3 separate regions of the Ovis aries genome follow, and all the other regions are linked to region 1. Evidence: chromatin contacts called from public Hi-C data. All regions are on one chromosome and are shown on one strand. The core of a region is the stretch at or near the end of the contact, and the rest is flanking DNA. Distances in the headings are between cores, read along the strand shown. Region 1 holds the start of ANKS6 (ankyrin repeat and sterile alpha motif domain containing 6). Region 2 overlaps COL15A1 (collagen type XV alpha 1 chain). Region 3 overlaps COL15A1 (collagen type XV alpha 1 chain).

Region 1 (3,017 bases), core at 170-2,669:
GCCTCCCACTGGCCCACCAGGGAAGTCCCCCCAGAGTTTCTTTATACCAGAATTTCAAGTCTGGTTCATCCTATTTCCTGAATACATCTCAAACTCATTTCTTTGCTCTCCCAGAGCCATCTCTGCTCTGGTCCAGGCCACCATCACCTCTTTCTGTGTTGCTGCAATCCCTTCCTAACCAGACGTTCTGATTCTAGCTCACTCCTCCAAGCCATCCTCAAACTGCAGTAAAAGTGATCTTTCCAAACATAAATCTCATTCTGTCACTTGCTCTGCCTAGAACACTCCATTACTCCCCAGTGCCCTTACGAACTGTCACTTTTCCCAGCCTTGCCACCAGGCATCTGCCTCTTTCTCTCCAGAGAAGACTCATCTCCCACTACTCCCAACCCCTTCCAGCCACAACACTGTTCTAGCAGTCCTACGAATGCATATTTCACTTTAGCTCCCAAACCTTTGCACCTATCACCCATCTTTCACTCCCTCTATCCAGGTATCCTTAGGTCTCGACAATATATACCTCATCCTTACCTGAAACCTTCCCTCACTTCCTGAAACTAAGTCGGCTCTCCAAGAGCTCCCTCAGATTGTCCCCCATGAAGTCTGTTCCTTGGCCTGGCCCGCCCACTGGCATACTGCTTCCGTGGGGACTTTATCTGAGTACCGCAGCATCCCCAACACCAAGCCAGGGTGGGTAGGTAGGTTCTTTGGGAAACCCTTGCTGCAATGAACATCACTGAGCTTCTAAGTCGCTAAGATTCTATTTGCTGTCTCCAGATTCTGTGTTTGAAAGGCCGATGCTTTTCGGATTCTAATTTTACGTTATTAAAAAGCGCGTCCGCTTCTAGCTCGTATCCCTAGCTGCTCAAAGTTTCAACTCTCTCGAATCAGTACTTCACTCTTAACCTCCCGGAGCGTCTGCTGGAGGCCGCCGGGCAGGTTCGACCGCCTGAGCCCACCCGCGCCCAGGGGGTCATTAGACACCACCCAGGCTCCATGGCACCCCCGACCCCCTCACCTGGCCGCCTGCATGAGTGCGCTCCAGCCGTAGTGGTTGCGGCTGTTGACCGAGGCGCCGCGTCGCAGCAGGAAGCGCACCAGCGGCTCGTGGCCCCCGGCCGCAGCGAACTGCAGCGCCGTGTTGCCCGCCTCGTCCGAGCAGTCCACGGGCACCGGCGCTCCGGCCGCCGCCCCGGGCCCGGCCGCCTCGGGCCCCGCCGGCTCCGCGCCCGCCTCGGGCTCCAAGCCGCGCTCCGCGGGTTCCGCAGCCCCCGGCTCCAGCAGCCGCCGCGCAGTCTCCGTGTCGCCCTGATCACAGGCGCGCAGCAGCAGCTGGAAGGCCGGGGGCAACCCGCCCTCACCCATTGCGGCCCGCGGCCCGGGTCTGTCTGCCGGGCGAGCCGCGCCAGCTCCGCCCCCGGATACCGCACGCCGGCGCCCACTTCCGCCGGCCCGCGCGCCTACTGTGTGCCGACCGTGCGCGGAGCGCCGGGGCGCGCGCCTACTGTGTGCCCGGCGCGCGCCCGGGGCGAGAGCGCGCCTCAATAGCCCGCACCGGGGGCGGGGAACCGGGCGGGGGTGGACCGCGGGTTCCGGGAAGCTCCAGGCAGCGTCCGCCGCCGAGCTTGCGAGTTCGGCTTTGAGTTTTCGGCGCCCGCTTGGGGTCCTCCTCGCAGCTCCAGAGACTTCCTGCCCCGTACGGAGGTCGGAGCGGCCTCTCCAGCCCTCCTCACGCTGCGAGCTCCCGACCATTGGGCCGAGGTCTGAGACCACAGCCTCAGAGGCCTGTGGCACGCGCCGCTGACCCTCGGCACCCGGCACTAACGTGGCGCCTCCTAAATGGTCGTTGACTGAGTTAAGGTACAGTTGGGTCCACTCTGTCTTCCCACAATGTCCTGCCCGGCCATCAGTGCCGTTCTTGTCTGGGACAGGCGTTAGGGTTACAAGCACCTCCTATACCTTCGTGTCTCTTCATCAGTGGTTCTTGAAGCACCACCATCTGCGACATTTTACAAATGCAAGTTTTCTCATCTTACCCAGACCTACTGAATCGGAAACCGAATATGGAGTCCTGTCACTTGTATCTTAAGCCCTCTAGGTGATTCTAAAGCACGTTAAAGTTTGAGACTCACTGTTTGATCCTCAACAGCAATGCTGTCGGCCACGGGGAAGGGCCCAGACTATCACCTCCAATTTACGGCGTAACTAAGGCTGATATGAACAGCCCACTCATTGGAAAAGACCCTGATGCTGGGAAAGATTGAAGACAGAAGGAGAAGAGGGCAACAGAGGATGAGATGGTTGGATGGCATCAAGGACTCAATGGACATGAACTTGGACAAACTCTGGAGATAGTAAGGGACATGGAGGACTGGCCTGGTATAGTCCTTGGGGTCACAAAGAGTTGGACACAACTTAGCAACTGTACAACAACTAAGGCTTGAAGACATTTTGTCTGGCTAAAGGCCACACAACTGTCATGCTGGAAAGCTGTGACTGGGACCCAGGTTTTCTGACATCTAGTCCAGTTCTCTATCTCAAGAAGTATTTATTGAGTGCCTACTATGTGCCAGGCACTGTTTTAGGTGCTGGAGAAACTGCAGGGAATGGAAAATAAAATTCCCTGCCATTCTGGGCCTGACAGTGGAAAGAGACAGGCACAAGCAAGTAAGTAACTTGTATGTTAAATTATTATGTGTTTTTAAACAAGAAACAGAACATAACAAAATCCAAGTAAATGGACTAAAGGCTGGGATGTCGTTTTATAATAGATTGGGTAGAAAAGAAATCACTGAAAAGGTGACATTTTCACAGAGACCTGAAGGAACTGAGTGATCAAGTAACGCTGATATGTGGAGAGTGCAATCCAGGCAGAGGGAAAGACAAAGTTTCTAATAAGAGCAGCCCGGCCAGCAAATTGCTTTACGCTACGTTCCCATTCATCACAATAACAGAGGTTAACATTCTGATCTGGGGTAATTGGTTTCCATAAACTGTGAGATGTGGCCCCAAAGTCT
Region 2 (3,017 bases), core at 197-2,696, 180 kb after region 1:
AACTGAGCCAACACTCAGGCCTGACTCCAGAATCCCTACTCTTTCCAGCCTTGGCCACAAACTCACCGACTCTCAGAGGATCAGGCCATCTAAACTCCTGTTGGCACTTAGCGGAAACTAATGGATGGCCAGAGAATGGCAGACACCCCGGAGGTTATCAGCAAGCCTGGCCTCCTGGTTCCCCATCCGAGGCTCTCACCATTGCTCAGCCACACAGAGGAGCCCCGGTAGAAGTCCAGGATCTGACAGGTCCCCTGAGCAGCAGCTGGACATGTGCCCATAGCCTGAGATCAACCTGCGTTTTCTGCCCTTTATCAGAGGGGTAGCCATTCAAATTGAAGTAAGTTGTAACCAACACCAGAGCACCGAGATTTAGGCACAAGACCCCCCCCACACACACACATTCACACGTGCAGCCCTAGAACTGGTTACACAGAAGATTTAATTACCCAGGGACGTGGTCGTGGTGAACTCCGTAGGAAAAGCAGCTTTTAACACTATATGTGTGCTATGACCCTAAATTTGAGTATATGTTACTTATATCTATATATTGCCACATAGAGCTGTGTGTGTGTTAGTATGTGTGTGTGTGTTAGAATGATATACAATAAAATCTTGTGAGTAGTTATCTCTGGGTGGCATGATTATAGGCGGTTTTCATTTTCTTTTTTCTTCTGTATTTTATAAGTCTAAAAAGATGACTTAGATGGTGAAGAATCTGCCTGCAATGCAGGAGACCCAGGTTCTGTCCCTGAGTCAGGAAGATCCCCTGGAGAAGGAAATGGCTAACAAATCTGGTATTCTTGCCTGGAGAATCCCCTGGACAGAGGAGCTGGTGGGCTATATATAGTCCATGGGGTTGCAAAGAGTGAGACAAGCCTGAGCAACTAACACTTTTACTTTCATCAGTAAATGAATGTTATTTTAGCAAGTAAACTTGGGAAGTCTGTTCATGAGAGAAGGTATATAGTACTGAATAAAAAAAATTGTATACTAATTTAATAAAGTCACAATACCAGCAAGGAGTCAGGGTGTAGCTATGGAAAGACTGCTGGCTGAGAGTAGACACTTTGGACGAAAGCCTTGCTCAGCCACTTATTTGCTGTCTGGGCAAGCTACTCAACCTTTCCAAGCTTTGAATTCCTCCTCAGTCCACTGGGAGCATTCACAACCCCTGCCTCCCGGGTAGATGAGAGGGTTGAATGTTGCCGCTACATTCGATGCATGATACTGCCACTGCAGGTATGGAAGTGGTTTGTGAGCTGCGGATGCTGCTCTCCAGGGGGTGATTAGGATCTCAGAGAGAGGAGCAAGGAGAGGGCAGAGACTGCAGGGTTGGGAGGCGAGGCCTCTCCTAGACTGAGAAGTGAGTGCGTAGGAGGTGGGACCCAGTCTGAGCTCGCCTCGCAGCTCGCCTGTTCCCAGCATCTGCCAGATTCCTTCTGTGGCAGGGAGAGGCCAAGCGGAAACAGCAGAGCTGGCTAGAGATCTGTAGAGGAAGGAGCTGGACCCCGAGCCCCAACTCTGGCTAGGGAAGGCCTCCCAAGAGTTGTATTCCAAGGGTTGCTGACACCATCCCGGCACAGGACATTTGAGCCACCCTCACCTTCATCCTTCAAGGGGTGGGGAAGCAGAGGCCTGGGGTCCATCTGGCTGCTTGCACAGCACCCTCTGGTGGCCAGAGTAGGGAGAATGAGAGAGTGACTGGCGAGGGGCTGATGACTCCAGGACACTCAGTTTTTTAAAGTGCACATGGGCACAGGTTCCCTCGAATAGTTCAGCACCTCCCTTTGACACCGTCCTTACTGCGGGATATGGCTGAGCACAGCATGTGTGTAAACGGCTGGCTTCAGGGCCCCTCCCAGCCTCTTGTGTGGGACCTTGTTCTTCCTCTGCAAAATGGGACTAATAATCACAAGGTGCTAATATGCAGATCAGAGCAGGACACATGCCGTGGGGTGACAATGGGGAGACTGAAAACGTGGGACTCCTACCTTGGTTCTGCCCACCGACTGTGAGGCGGTGGGAGGTCCTTGTAGGGAGCACTGATGGGCCAGCCAGAGGATTCCAGGAAGGAGTGCATGGCACGAGTTAGCCTGCGACCTAGCCCATAACAGGCAGGCAGTTGTGTTAGTTTAATGTCTTTTTCTTTGCTTTAGGACTCCATTTGTTTTTTAAATTGCAAAAGAAATATGTGCTTGCGGTAACAGTTCAATCAATGCAGAGTTGTACGAACCAAAAAAAGGGTAGTTTCCTCTCCTGTCCTCTGGAAGAAACCAATATTAAGTACTGTGGTTTAGCCTAGTATGTGTGGTTTATCTGCACACGCATATATGTGTATGTATCTATATATTTTATATGTTATGTATAATAATATATTAATTATATATTGATGATGATATATCTAATGATAATAAAGCATGTATTCTCATACACATATTTTTTTCCTTTTACAAATATAGAACCACACTAACAATGAACATTTATCCATTGCTAACTGTATGTCAGGCACTGTCCTCAATGCTTTTCTTATGTTAGCTTAATTAATCGTTGTAACACATATTCTTCAAAATGACCCTATGAGATAGGAATTACAATCCCTTCTTTTTAGGCAAGTCACCTGAGCCACAAGTTAAATGACTTGCCACAGGTCACATTCCTAGTAAACGGCCGCGCTGGGTTCTCACCCTACAGTTGATGCTGGAGCCTGTAATTAAAATCACCTTGCAGTACTGCCTTTCGGCATCTGTCTTTCTGCAGCACTTTTTCCCTCTTATTCCTGTATTACAAACATCTTTTCAAGTCATAGATGAAAAGAAACCTCATTCTTTTTCACTTGCAAAGTGCAGTTATTCATTGAAAAACACCTGCTTCCTGTAGGGTCTGGTGAGATCCTGAATGACACGCTGGAGACAGTTCAGACTGTGGACGGTTCCCCGGCTACAGACACTGGCTCAGGGGATGGGGCCTTCCTTCGTGTCACCGAAGAGGTGAGTGAATGGTAAATTTCATGTAAG
Region 3 (3,017 bases), core at 276-2,775, 160 kb after region 1:
AAAGGGAAAGAGGCGTTCTAAGTTTACATGTAGAAAAATGCTCTTCTGTAATTCAGAAAAATGAGGTCTTTGATTGTTGGCAAGCCCAGGTCTCCCTTCTAAGTTGATCCAGGATTTTTTTCCCTGGCAGGGAAACACTTCTTTTTTCTAAGAAATGCATTGGGTGGTAGGTTTTTCTAAGAACCTCTTGAATCTTTGCTGGGTGCAGATAGAGCCCCTGCAGGAGGAATTCTGTTGCACTCGTTTTCCTTGGGAAGGGAGTCAGGTAGAGCTGGGCGCCTCGGGGACTCCAGGCTGGGTGGGGTGATGTTTCCTCCCAGGCAGAGCCATGACATTTTCCTGGGCACAGTGCTCACCGCCTCCGGCCAGGTTGCGCTGCCCAAAAGCAAGGACATCTGTGAGGGGAGGGCTGGATTTGTGCTGGTCCCTTTTGGAGTCATTCCTTCCAGGCCCGAAGGCTGTGGGCTGAAGGAACCAGCAGTTAAGAGTGGTTAGAGAAACTGGAAAACAGATGGGAGAGGAGGATGCAAAATTGGAGACATTGAGACCTGGCAAGGACCTTTGGAAGCCATCTGATGCAAGCCTCTCATTTCACAGATGAGGAACCTGAGGCTCAGAGAGAAAGGAGACCGCCACATTGGGCTGGTGGCAAGAGTCTGCCTCACAGGCTAGGGTCCCACCCTGTATAATGTCCAAGAGGCCATGGTGTGGAAGTCCAGGCTGACTCGTGTGTGGTCCAGAGGGCAGAGTTAGGCCCAGCCAGGCGGGTGGGGGCTACAGAGGGACATGCCTCAGCTTACTGGAAGCTACAGGGGGACATGCCTCAGCTTACTGACTTCGATTTGCCCAGCAGTGGCCGGGGTTGCCCTGGAGTGGGGGATGAGCTCCTGGACAGTGGACATATGCAAGCAGTAACCGGATGGACTTTCGTTGTGAGAAGGGGATGTGGTGGAGGAAGCTCCTTCTCCAGATGGTGAGCTGCGCATTTTCTGCATCAAGTCTGTGGCTTGGTGAACTCGCAGCAGGCAGCGCAGGAGGCATTGGGGATCTCCCCTCTGAGTGCAGGGAAATCCAGGAGAGAGATGCCCTGCTGGGGCCTCCAGGGCAGTCACGCGCACTTTAACTATGCATACTTAGCCTGCTGGCTCCAGTAACCCCGGGTCATCTGGACCCCGTGCCTGCCCCAGTGGGAGCGGGAGGAGTCAGTGAGTTGCTGTTGAAGCTGACTGAAGTGTTCTGTAGTCTTCACAGCTGCGATGGAAATGGGATGTAGGGAGGGGAGCCTTTGCCTTCCCAGACAGCCGGGGTAGGAAAGGGGCAGAGTCACCTGGGTTCTAGTCCTGGCTTGTCCACAGTTCCCCACTGACCTCAGGCCGGCTCTCTTGGGTCACTTCCAGACCTGACTCTGAGTCTGTTGTTGGGGCCGCATTCTCCCAGTTTCCCTAGGCGCAGACAGTGTCCCTCTCAGCTACAACCCAGGAAGCCTTTCTTGCGTTTCATGGGTGCAGTTCTTTGTCTGGCCACCAGGGGCCGCTGCCGCGCGCGTTCCCGAAGTGTCCTCATCCTCCCTGTCTGGCTCTCTGCAGCCCTCTTTGACCTAGAGCCAGAGGAATGCTCCCCAGTCCCTTGTGGCTGACAAGCACGAGCACTGGGCTCAGGTCCCAGATACTCATCTGTGAGATGAAGATGGAGCTTTGTAAAGCCAGATGCAGTTCCCTAAGGAGGCAAAGTTCCTTAGCCCAGGCTAACCCCAGGCACTGCTTCAGGACCCCACAGATGGAAAGGCTGATTGCCCATTACGCAGAAGGAGAAACTGAGGTCTGCTTGGGGAAGAGAGGTGTTAGCTATCCTGGAGAGGCAGAGAGGGAAGGGTTCCAGTTCTTCACCTCCTCTGGCCTCTGGTCACTGTCATCTCTGTGGAAAGAAAGCCTGAACCCTGCCCTGTTTGTTTCTTCATCACTAGAATTCTGTCCCAGTTTCCATGGAAGCTAGCTTTGGACCCCTGGGAGGAAAGGTGCACCATGTGGTGACTGTTCAGATTTTCCTCTGCCCAGTCCACCTCTAAAGCCGTCTGATTCCTCTTCCCTGTGCCCTCTGGAGGTTCTGCTGCAAAGCTGTACTCCGGTGCCCACACCAAAGACTTGAGAAGAGTGAGGCCCAGTTGTACCTGTCTGTCTCCTTCCTCAGGCCACAGCTCTGAGTGCCTGCTCTCTGCCAAGCTCTCATGAGGCTATTTGAATGGGGGAGTCATGCCTGTGGCTCTGTGTATAGTGTAGGAGTGAAGCTCCGGGGTCTTGGGGTGCAGCTGAGTGAGCTTAGAAAGATTCAGCTGTGAGAAGATAGGGGAAGGTGTTACCAATAGAAGGGACAGAGTGAGCAAAGGCAAGAACAGAAAAAGGGGGAGAATGAAGAGATGGATCAAGGTGTCTTGAGTGGAATTTTGACTTGATTCTGAGGGTGCTGGGGAGCCATTGAAGGCTCTGGAGTTTGTGAGTAGCATAAATGGCTGGCTGCTAACAGAGACATCTAGATCAGGAACTCCTTGAGAGCCTGCATGCTGGTTTCAGTTCCACATCCCCAAGGGCACACAAGGCATGATGTGGGGGTTTCACAAATGTTATCAAATTCACGAATGGAAAAGTGGGTTGAAAAACCCCCATTGAAATGAAGCTGCGAGTGTGTGTGCCAAGTCGCTTGAGTCGTATCTGACTCTTTGCAACCCTATGGACCATTGCTCACTAGGCTCCTCTTTCCATGGGATTCTCCAGGCAAGCATACTGGAGTGGGTTGCCATGCCCTCCTCTAGGGGATCTTCCCGACCCAGGGATCGAACCCACATCTCCCACATCTCCTGCACTGGCAGGTGAGTTCTTTACCACTAGTGCCACCTGGGAAGCCCAGAAATGAAGCTATCCCTATGCATTAATGAAGTAAGATTAAGACTGAGGTCAGATGTCCTCTGAGATAGGCAGTTATCTGTGGAGAAGTGTGGCACCCTCCCACAAAAGGCCCCAAGC

The links. Hi-C and Micro-C count contacts between places; a contact is called where the count stands out from the background.
Region 2: a Hi-C map of liver shows a contact between it and region 1, with 2.7 times the contacts expected there. The contact joins the enhancer-like site here to the promoter of ANKS6 in region 1. A contact is called at or near these places in 3 of 16 Hi-C or Micro-C datasets (liver, muscle and skin fibroblasts).
Region 3: a contact with region 1 is called in a Hi-C map of muscle, with 2.3 times the contacts expected there. The contact joins the enhancer-like site here to the promoter of ANKS6 in region 1. A contact is called at or near these places in 2 of 16 Hi-C or Micro-C datasets (muscle and omental adipose tissue).

Annotation. Positions count from the first base shown.
Region 1 is chr2:49,038,937-49,041,953 of ARS-UI_Ramb_v3.0, reverse strand. It overlaps ANKS6 (ankyrin repeat and sterile alpha motif domain containing 6), which reads right to left and starts at 1,419. Exons shown (of 15, transcript XM_060409274.1): 1 at 1,019-1,419. The coding sequence starts at 1,365. It overlaps LOC114112967 (a long non-coding RNA gene), which reads left to right and starts at 1,595. Exons shown (of 2, transcript XR_009599195.1): 1 at 1,595-2,667.
Region 2 is chr2:48,862,225-48,865,241 of ARS-UI_Ramb_v3.0, reverse strand. COL15A1 (collagen type XV alpha 1 chain) reads left to right here. Exons shown (of 42, transcript XM_060409273.1): 8 at 2,881-2,990. Among named protein-coding and RNA genes, the nearest start is that of COL15A1, 45 kb to the left of the region's middle. Within about 2 kb of position 1,446, at least 3 of the 54 cell types and tissues checked have an H3K27ac peak or open chromatin away from gene starts, as enhancers often do.
Region 3 is chr2:48,881,764-48,884,780 of ARS-UI_Ramb_v3.0, reverse strand. The region is part of intron 3 of COL15A1 (collagen type XV alpha 1 chain); the gene reads left to right. Among named protein-coding and RNA genes, the nearest start is that of COL15A1, 25 kb to the left of the region's middle. Within about 2 kb of position 1,525, at least 30 of the 54 cell types and tissues checked have an H3K27ac peak or open chromatin away from gene starts, as enhancers often do. A contact at or near this core is called in muscle, where this site is marked.